2 separate regions of the Mus musculus genome follow, and region 2 is linked to region 1. Evidence: chromatin contacts called from public Hi-C data. All regions are on one chromosome and are shown on one strand. Each heading gives the region's core, a stretch centred on a gene start, on an enhancer-like site or on the middle of the called end of the contact. The rest is flanking DNA. Distances are from core to core; before and after follow the strand shown.

Region 1 (4,177 bases), core at 493-2,992:
GAAACAAGCTGTGTGTGTGTGTGCAGAGGGTAGGGCTGGAGAAGTGATCCAGGCTCATTGGAGGAGCTCAAAAGATCGAGAGTGAATCCTGGGTAATCGGACACTGAGTTGGTTTTGCTTGGTTCAGACTGTGACTCTGTGACTGTGCCCTGGTTCTTTTCTGTTAAAAAAAAAAAAAAAAGAAAGAAAAGAAAAGGTATTTAATTTAATTTTGAACTTTACAGGAGCCCACAGCCGAAAGACTTTGACATTAAAAGAGATTTTGGATATTTTAAAGAGACTGAAATTTTAATGTGCTTGAATTTATAAAGACGGTGGAACTTTTAAAGTTCTTTATGTCTTAAATGTGAGATTGTGGGGATGAATAAGAAGGGAAAGATGTGGCTTGAGAGTTATATATTTGCATGTCGAGCTGACAAGGGGTCAGTTGTGCTGTCTGGTCTTAAGTCAACTTGACACACAAACTAGAGTTATATAATAGAAGGGAACCTTAATTGGGAAAATGCTTCCGTTAAGTTCTGGGTGAGGCGTCTTTTTTAGATTAGTGATTGATGGGAGATAGTGGATAGTGCCATCCTTGGGCAGGTGGTCCTGGGCTCTCTAAGAAAGAAGGCTGAGCAAGCCAGGAGGAGTATACCAGTAAGCAGCACCTTCCATGGCCTCTGCATCAGCTCCTGCCTCTAGGTTCCTACCCTGTTTGAGTTCCTGTACTGACGTCTTGCAATGAGGAACAGTGCTGTGGAAGTGTAAGCCAAATAAACCCTTTCTTCCCTACGTTGCTCTTTGGTCACGATGTTTCGTCACAGCAATACAAGCCATAACTATAACATGTGGTCAAAGGACAACATGTGGAAAAATTTCTCTCCTATCATTCTGTAGATTCCATTGAACTCAGGTTATCAGAATTGACAGAATACCTTTACCACCTGAACCTTTTTTGTTGTTGGTTGTTTTGAGATCAGATCTCCTGACTTTCCTTGAATTCACCATGTAGATCAAGCTGGCTTTGAACTTGGGGCAACTCTTCTGACTCTACCTACTGAATGTTTAGTTATGGGGTGGGGTCTGTTTCTAATAAGAAGGGAAAAACTTATAAAGAAAACGTAAGAACCTTCATTAGAGTATTAAAAAGGAAATGTATACTGAAACATCATCTATGACCTTAGAAAGTTTTATTTACCCCAGTGATAAAATAGAAGTGAATATGTTTTAATTCCAGCCATGTGACTATCGGTGACCTTTGCATAGATGTGTATATTGTCTTGCAAAACACTCTCAGTTTGCATCTATAACTTCATTTGATTCTTTTTGTTGTCCTTTCTTTTATTTTTATGTGTATGGGTGCTTTTTCTTCCTGTATTAAGCACTCCATGTGCATAGAGCACTCCCAGAAACAAGAAGTGGGTGCTGCATTTTATAGAATGGGAGTTATATAAGGTCATGAGCTGCCATGTGGGTGCTGGCAATCAAACTGTCGTCGTCCCGTCCCCCCCCCCCCCCCCCCCCCAGAGAGCAGCAAATGCTATTAACCACTGAGTCATCTCTTCAGTTCCTGGTGTGTGTGTGTGTGTGCACATGATGCAGGTACAAAGGGGAAATCAGAGTACAACTTGCTGGAGTCTGTTCTCATTAGGTCCCAAGTGCCCCTATCCAAACTCTCCAATGTCAGCACCCCTGACAGTTGTGGATTGCAGCGTCAGCTTGGCTCTGGCTGGACTCTGACTTGGGTAAACATTCAGCACTCCTCAGAGACCTGCAAAACTGGATTTTGTCTGTTGGGAGAGGTTATCACTTCCCTAATCTCTCCCCACTTCTGGCAAATGAGCCATTGAGTTCTCTATTAGGTAAATAAATACCTGTGAAGCAAAGGTTACTGGCCTCTGCTGGACATTTCTGGCTTGCAAACCTCCCCCTCCTCCACTGCCCGGAACTTCCAGAGTCCTCTGGAAAGCCAACTCCTGACCCCTTGTAGTTACCAGTTATGGGTGGTTTTTGTTTCTTTGTTTTTTTTTTTTTAAACCAGTAGGGCTTTGCCTGCTCCTTGCTGCTTTTTTCTCCTCCTGAGAGATAACTGCACAGCTGTTTCATTTCCCCAGGAAACCTTTCTGCCCACGGAGTGGCCTCATTTGGTGGTCTCACACTTACAACTCCCTCTTTGTACCATGCGGATTCCAGGGATCACACTCAGGTTATTAGGCCTGGCAGTAAGGGTTTTTCATCCTCTGAGCCATCTAGCTGGCCCCATTGGGCTCTTAAAACAGGCCTGTCAAATGGGGTGATGTTTCTATCATTATTTTATGGGAGAAGTGTTCTGACTCCCAAGCACAGTGAGAATAACATATAGAAGAACTGAATACTTAGGAACCTCATGCCAGCCAGGCCGAGTGAGGTTCAGGCTTTGGCTCTCTTGAGTATAGCTTCTGCCCAAGGTCCCTGTTCCCTCATATTGTAAAAATAAAGGCCCTTCCTGCCCTCTAATCCCGAGGTCTTGAGAGACGATGAATTGCCTTGGAAGTCTTTAACCTTCTGATCCCCTAATTGCTCTCCAGAGATAAAGGTACATATTTAAACTAATCTCTCCTTGTCGTCACTGGACCCATACCGAAGTCACTACCAATATCCTTTTATCTCTTTGGTAAGTCGGCAGAGCTCGTTTCCCCTGTGCACACTGGTGTGGAAACGTGGCGTGGTACCTTCATGAGTGAGGACTTCCCACAGTGCCTCACTGACAGGGTCCAGCGCCAAGAGGAAGAGACTCCCTGGTCTTCGCTCGGTTCTCAGGGCCTGGCAAGATCTCATCTGATAGCTGCCCTGCCAACTGGCTGCCCCTTCTCCTCCGCTATCCAAATACAAGAATCATAAAATCAAAAATAGACTACAATGTGCCAAGGCGGCTCGGCTCCATCCTGCCCTTGGACTCAGGTACAGATTGTCTTTAAGTCATCCCACATTCTCCCCTGTAGAAGCTCTGTTATTTGACGACCGATTCCAGCACCAGAGGAAAAAGCCATTGGACTAGAAAGCAAGGGTCCCTTCCCCACATCCCATTTGTGTCTGAGTATAAATTATGGAGGGCACTTTAATTCTGTGCCCCAGTTTCCTGCCGTACTAGGCCTCTAATGGATTCAGCTGAAATTACATTACCTCCGGCCCCATCACCCCTGCCCCGCTTTTATAAAGCTTGCCCAGAGCAGGCTGATAAATCGAGTCCTGCCAATCAGAGCAGGCTGATAAATCGAGCCCTGCCAATCAGATCACTCCATGGGCTCAAGGGGATGTTTTGAGGGGCTTCTCTAAAACCCTGTGTTCATTCCTAAGCATTTATTATGGACTTTTAAAGTGTGCAGCAAAAGCCTTGGCAACTTCCTTTCCCCCTTTTCTTTCATTTCAAGGATGCTGGTGTTCCCTACTTAGGGTGTGACAGATGCAGTTGGGACATGATGACGAATTACGGAGAACATCTGCCAAGGAGCTCCCATCCATAAACATCATGCCTCACGGGAAATGGGAGAAAGATTATAGACTTGCAGTTGGAACTACTGGGTGTGGCTCCCTGTCTGTGGCCCCTTAGTGGTGTGACCTTGTGACAAGGTGTATGGTTGTTCTGAGTTGTTTCCTTATGTGAAAGCTAGGTGTCTCTCTCTCTCTCTCTCTCTCTCTCTCTCTCTCTCTCTCTCTCTCTCTCTCTGTGTTTACATCCCCCTCAAAGGGAACATCAAGATGAAATAACATTACATGCATAAAACACCTAATACAAACCTTGCTCACAATTTGGTGCTCAGTAATGGGAGTCTCCTTCCCTCTCTGGTAATTACAGTACAACATCTGCTCAAGCATTTGTTATACCATAGTTGCCCAAATCATTGTATTCTGAGTTGTATGTTTCTAGAGCAAGAGAAAATTAAGGCTCTGATCTTCTACATCTACGGTGTCTTAGGGGTGGCGTGGTGGTGGGGGCAATGGGACCATAGGATGTTAATGTCATGGGGTTTCATTGAGCTTCCAGGGGCAGACTCCATGGAAAGATTAGGGTCCCTCTATGGCTTCACACTAAGGCTAAGCAATTTATGCACTGTCCTTGAGGGATAAGGAACCTCCTCTGAGGTCTCGGAGACAGGAACGACACGGACACCAAGGCGGGTTCACGCAGCACCTTCTTTTACTTCAGGCTTTTTCC
Region 2 (3,933 bases), core at 770-3,269, 390 kb after region 1:
AGGCCAGCCTGGTCGACAAAGTGAGTTCCAGGACAGCCAGGGCTACACAGAGAAACCCTGTCTCAAAAAAACAAAACAAAACAACAACAACAAAGATGGAAATGCCATTGTTTGGGAGATAAGCTTGGAAAAAAAAAAAGCTGAAGAATTCTGGGAGTGTATGCTGAAGTCAGGGCTTAGGCCAGATCTGAATAGTGTTTCAGCGGCTTCAGAGCGGGTCCTCAAACATCTTCACCTTCCATGTACTTTGTGAGCACTAGGAAGCAGGCACTGCTTCACCTCCCAACAGGCCTTTTTTCTTTTTTTTTTTAATATTTATTTTATATGTAAGTAAAATGTAGCTGTCTTCAGACACTCCAGAAGAGAGCATCAGATTTTGTTACGGATGGCAACCACGTGGTTGCTGGGATTTGAACTCAGGACCTTTGGAAGAGCAGTCGGCGTTCTTAACCGCTGAGCCATCTCACCAGCCCCCTTTTGAGACAGGGTTTCTCTGTATATCCCTGGCTGTCCTGGAACTCACTCTATAGACCAGACTGGCCTCGAACTCAGAAATTCGCCTGCCTCTGCCTTCCGAGTGCTGGGATTAAAGGCATGCGCCACCATGCCCAGCTCCAACAGGCCTTTTTATGAAGGACCCAATAGCCCTCTCTCAAGAGCTTGCTTCCCTGTTTCCTCAGCTGTGCAGAAAGAAAACACATTTATTTATTTGTTTATTTGTTTTGAGCCGGGAAGTTTTTGAGGGTACATCAAAGATCAGCTTCTTCATTTCAAAGAAAGGAAAAGACTGGATCCCTCCTGGAATATGGAGAAAACCGTGCTTTGCCTGCCATTTCTGGTAAATGCAGCATTACATCGTTGTCAGGACAAATTCGGCTTAATGATCTTAATTGGCTTTATTTTCTATTCAGGAATTGAGCACAAGCTTTCGTCTGTAAAAACAGAACAAAGGGCTGGAAAAGAACAGAAACAAAACCTAAATTGGATTAGCAGAGGGAAAGCCACTTTCCTTACAAGGTGGGGGGGGGGACGACACAGGGAGGCCCGTAGAGCAACAGGCAAACCACTGGTCCGCTAGCATCACGTGCTCAGGCTGGCATCACGTGCTCAGGCTGCCCCCCCCCCCCCCCCAGCTCCTGGGACCTCAGGTTGGGATAAGGAGTTAGGCAGGGGGAATTTTATTGTCACTTGAAACTGACCTGTTTGGTACATTTGGCTGCAGACTCTGATTTCTTGACGCTGATTTTTTTTTTTTTTTAAAGATTAGATAACTTAGTTTTAACTTGGCAACATGAAACCTTATCATGAGTCAGTCCATTTTGATTTTCATCCTGGTGTGTGCAAGAGCTGCTCCTTAAACAAAGGTCCTGGCAACACCAACTCAGTAATATGTATGTTTCTTATGTATACCTATTATATGCATATAATATGTACATATTTTAGCTATTTTTCTTGTTCCTTTAACAAAACTCCCTGATAAGAGCAACTCCGGGAGGTTTTGGCTCACAGTTTGTTGGTGAAGCCTTGGCGGCAGGCTGCTGATCACGTGACGTGCACAGTCAGGAAGCAGGGACTAGGGCGCCGAGTGCCCCGGTGTATGGTTTGCTCTCACCTGTTCACTCAGCCCACGACCTCAGTCAGTGAACAGCACACCTAGCAGAATGGGAAGCCCCTCCTTGGAGGCCTTGTGGAAGCTGCAAGACTTTGACAAAGATCTAGAGGCAATGAAGCCACCTGCCCTGTACCTGTTGTCCATGGAGGGAGACTGCATGGGAAGAAGTCCCTGCCTGCCTGGGTGGTGTCAACAGGGGCCCATAGAGCAGACCAGTAGGAGATCCTGTTGTTCTGGTTGATTGTTTGGTCAACTCTACACAAGCTAGAGTTACCTAGGAAGAGGGAACAGCAGGAGAGAAAAGCCTCCAAGGGATTGGTTGATAAGCAAGCATGTGGGACATTTTCTTGTAGAGAGTGATGGGTGGTGCCCACCATGGCAGGTGGTCCCTGTGTGTCTAAGAAAGCAGGCTTAGGTCAGCCAAGAGGAGCCAGGCTCCTTCAGTGTTCCTCTGCTTCAGCTGCTGCCTCTGCATTGTTCCTGCCCTGACTTCCCTCAGTGATGGAGTGTGGCCTGAGAGTTTACACTGGAGTAAATCCTTCCCTCCTAGAGTTGTTTTTGGTCATGGTGTTTATCACGGAAACAGAGACCCCCACCCGCCAACGACCACACCTGCTAACAGGACAAAAGGATAAACTACAGAGCCAAGAGAAGATATTGGCAGATTGGAAAGCAGACCAAGGATGAATATGTAAAATGATCAAGAAATCACAACTTCCATGCTTTAAAAAAAAAAAAAAACAAACCCAAAACAACTTAGAAAACGGATGAAAAACTAGAACAGATATTTCACAGAGGAAGAAGATATACAGATGGCAAATGAAAGTATGAGGATTTGATCAACATTATTAGCTATCAGAGAAATGCAAATTCAAAGCACAGACCATCCATCCAGAAAACTAAGCCAGCACTGGGCCTGGGAGTATAGCTCACCACGGTGAGTGTTTGCCTGGCGGGCACTGGGCACCTCACCTCTGGGTTTGATTCCCAGCAATGAATAAACTGTTATGTTCAAGTTGCAGGAACCCAAAGACAGCTGAGGAGCCAATTCTGATGCACACACAGGGATCTTTATTACAAGTTCTCAAGCAAGATCTCTCAGACTCTCACTGTCGCAGGGGGTCAGAGTGAGAGCCCCGAGTCTAGGAGTTCAGGTTGTTTATTGTGGTTGCAGCAAACTTGGGAATTTTCCATACAGGTCAGCAAGTTAATATTTTAAAAACTGCACTTCTGGCATAATCTGTAGGAACCAAACAGGATGGTCAGGTTATCTATTCTCTGCAGGATGTCTTAGGTTATCTGTTTGTACCTTGACCCTGCTTTTGTGACCTGACTGGCTGTTGCTAAGGGCAGTGGGTTGCCGTAGGATGCTCGCTCTGGAGGACTCTGTGATTTTCTGGAATTCTTGGTCTCGCACAAAATGGAGCTTATCCAAAAACAAAGTAGGTCGGGCTTAACAAAACCACGTGTAATACCCGTACTTCCAGTGTATGGGAGACAGAGACAGAAAGATGAGGAGTTCAAGGCCTGTCTGACTGGAGACTCTGTAGGAACAAGAGATGCTAAGGATGCAGAGACATCTGATCAGTCAGGATGCACTGAGAGGAAAATGGAAGATGGTGCAGGCATGCTCCGGAGATGGCTGTACTCTGGAAAATCTCAGCCACTGCTTACAAAAGCAAGCATGCAACTGTTATGTGGCCTAGTAACGCTGATCTTGGACATTTATACAGGGAAATGAAAATGTATGCGTGTGGATGTTCAGAGCGTCTTAAAGAAGGTGCAAGTCTGACCATCTACGTCTGTTCATGCTAAAAGTCGATGACCATCTATCTGTTCAATTTAATTCTATTCTTTAATAGAAAGTTGGACAAACTATCCTTGGATTTACTTCAAACATAGAATGCTGGATTTTATGCGAAGAGACCTCTTAGGCTTAGAGAAGGACACAGGGAAGTGGCCCTGCTCTGTGCCAAGCTGAGACAAGTTTGGAAGGTAGATGGTAACCCCAACTGTGGTCTCTGGGAAGAGCAGCCCAGAGTTTTAGTCAAGGAAACCGAGGCGGGAACTCCAGCTGGAAGTAGAGACCAAGGATGGAACACTGGCCCGATGCTCATGAGGCCTTAGGGTCAGTGCCCAGTGCAGAAATAAACTTCTGCCTCCGGCTCAGGCTTGGCCTCAGGGCATTCAGAAGCCCAAGCAAGGGCAGGGCAGGGACAACAGTGGGAAAAGTTGTCACAACAGTGGAACATAAGAGTGTCCTCTTCCTCTCTATCATGATCAGATATCTAGTCACCCGGGTTCTTCTGTCTCTCTAGGGA

What was found. A called contact is a pair of places that touch in the nucleus more often than the background predicts.
Region 2: a Hi-C map of the N1E-115 cell line shows a contact between it and region 1, with 2.5 times the contacts expected there. The contact joins two enhancer-like sites. A contact is called at or near these places in 7 of 39 promoter capture datasets (the HPC-7 cell line, cranial neural crest, frontonasal cranial neural crest and 4 more), 4 of 484 Hi-C or Micro-C datasets (the G1E-ER4 cell line, the N1E-115 cell line, bone marrow-derived macrophages and 1 more) and 4 of 115 datasets of contacts at active chromatin or transcription factors (cardiomyocytes, embryonic basal ganglia, embryonic stem cells and 1 more).

What each region holds. Positions count from the first base shown.
Region 1 is chr13:45,087,254-45,091,430 of GRCm38.p6, forward strand. No RefSeq gene overlaps it. Among named protein-coding and RNA genes, the nearest start is that of Gm34409, 14 kb to the left of the region's middle. Within about 2 kb of position 1,743, at least 39 of the 459 cell types and tissues checked have an H3K27ac peak or open chromatin away from gene starts, as enhancers often do. A contact at or near this core is called in the N1E-115 cell line, where this site is marked.
Region 2 is chr13:45,472,597-45,476,529 of GRCm38.p6, forward strand. No RefSeq gene overlaps it. Among named protein-coding and RNA genes, the nearest start is that of Gmpr, 33 kb to the right of the region's middle. Within about 2 kb of position 2,020, at least 7 of the 459 cell types and tissues checked have an H3K27ac peak or open chromatin away from gene starts, as enhancers often do. A contact at or near this core is called in the N1E-115 cell line, where this site is marked.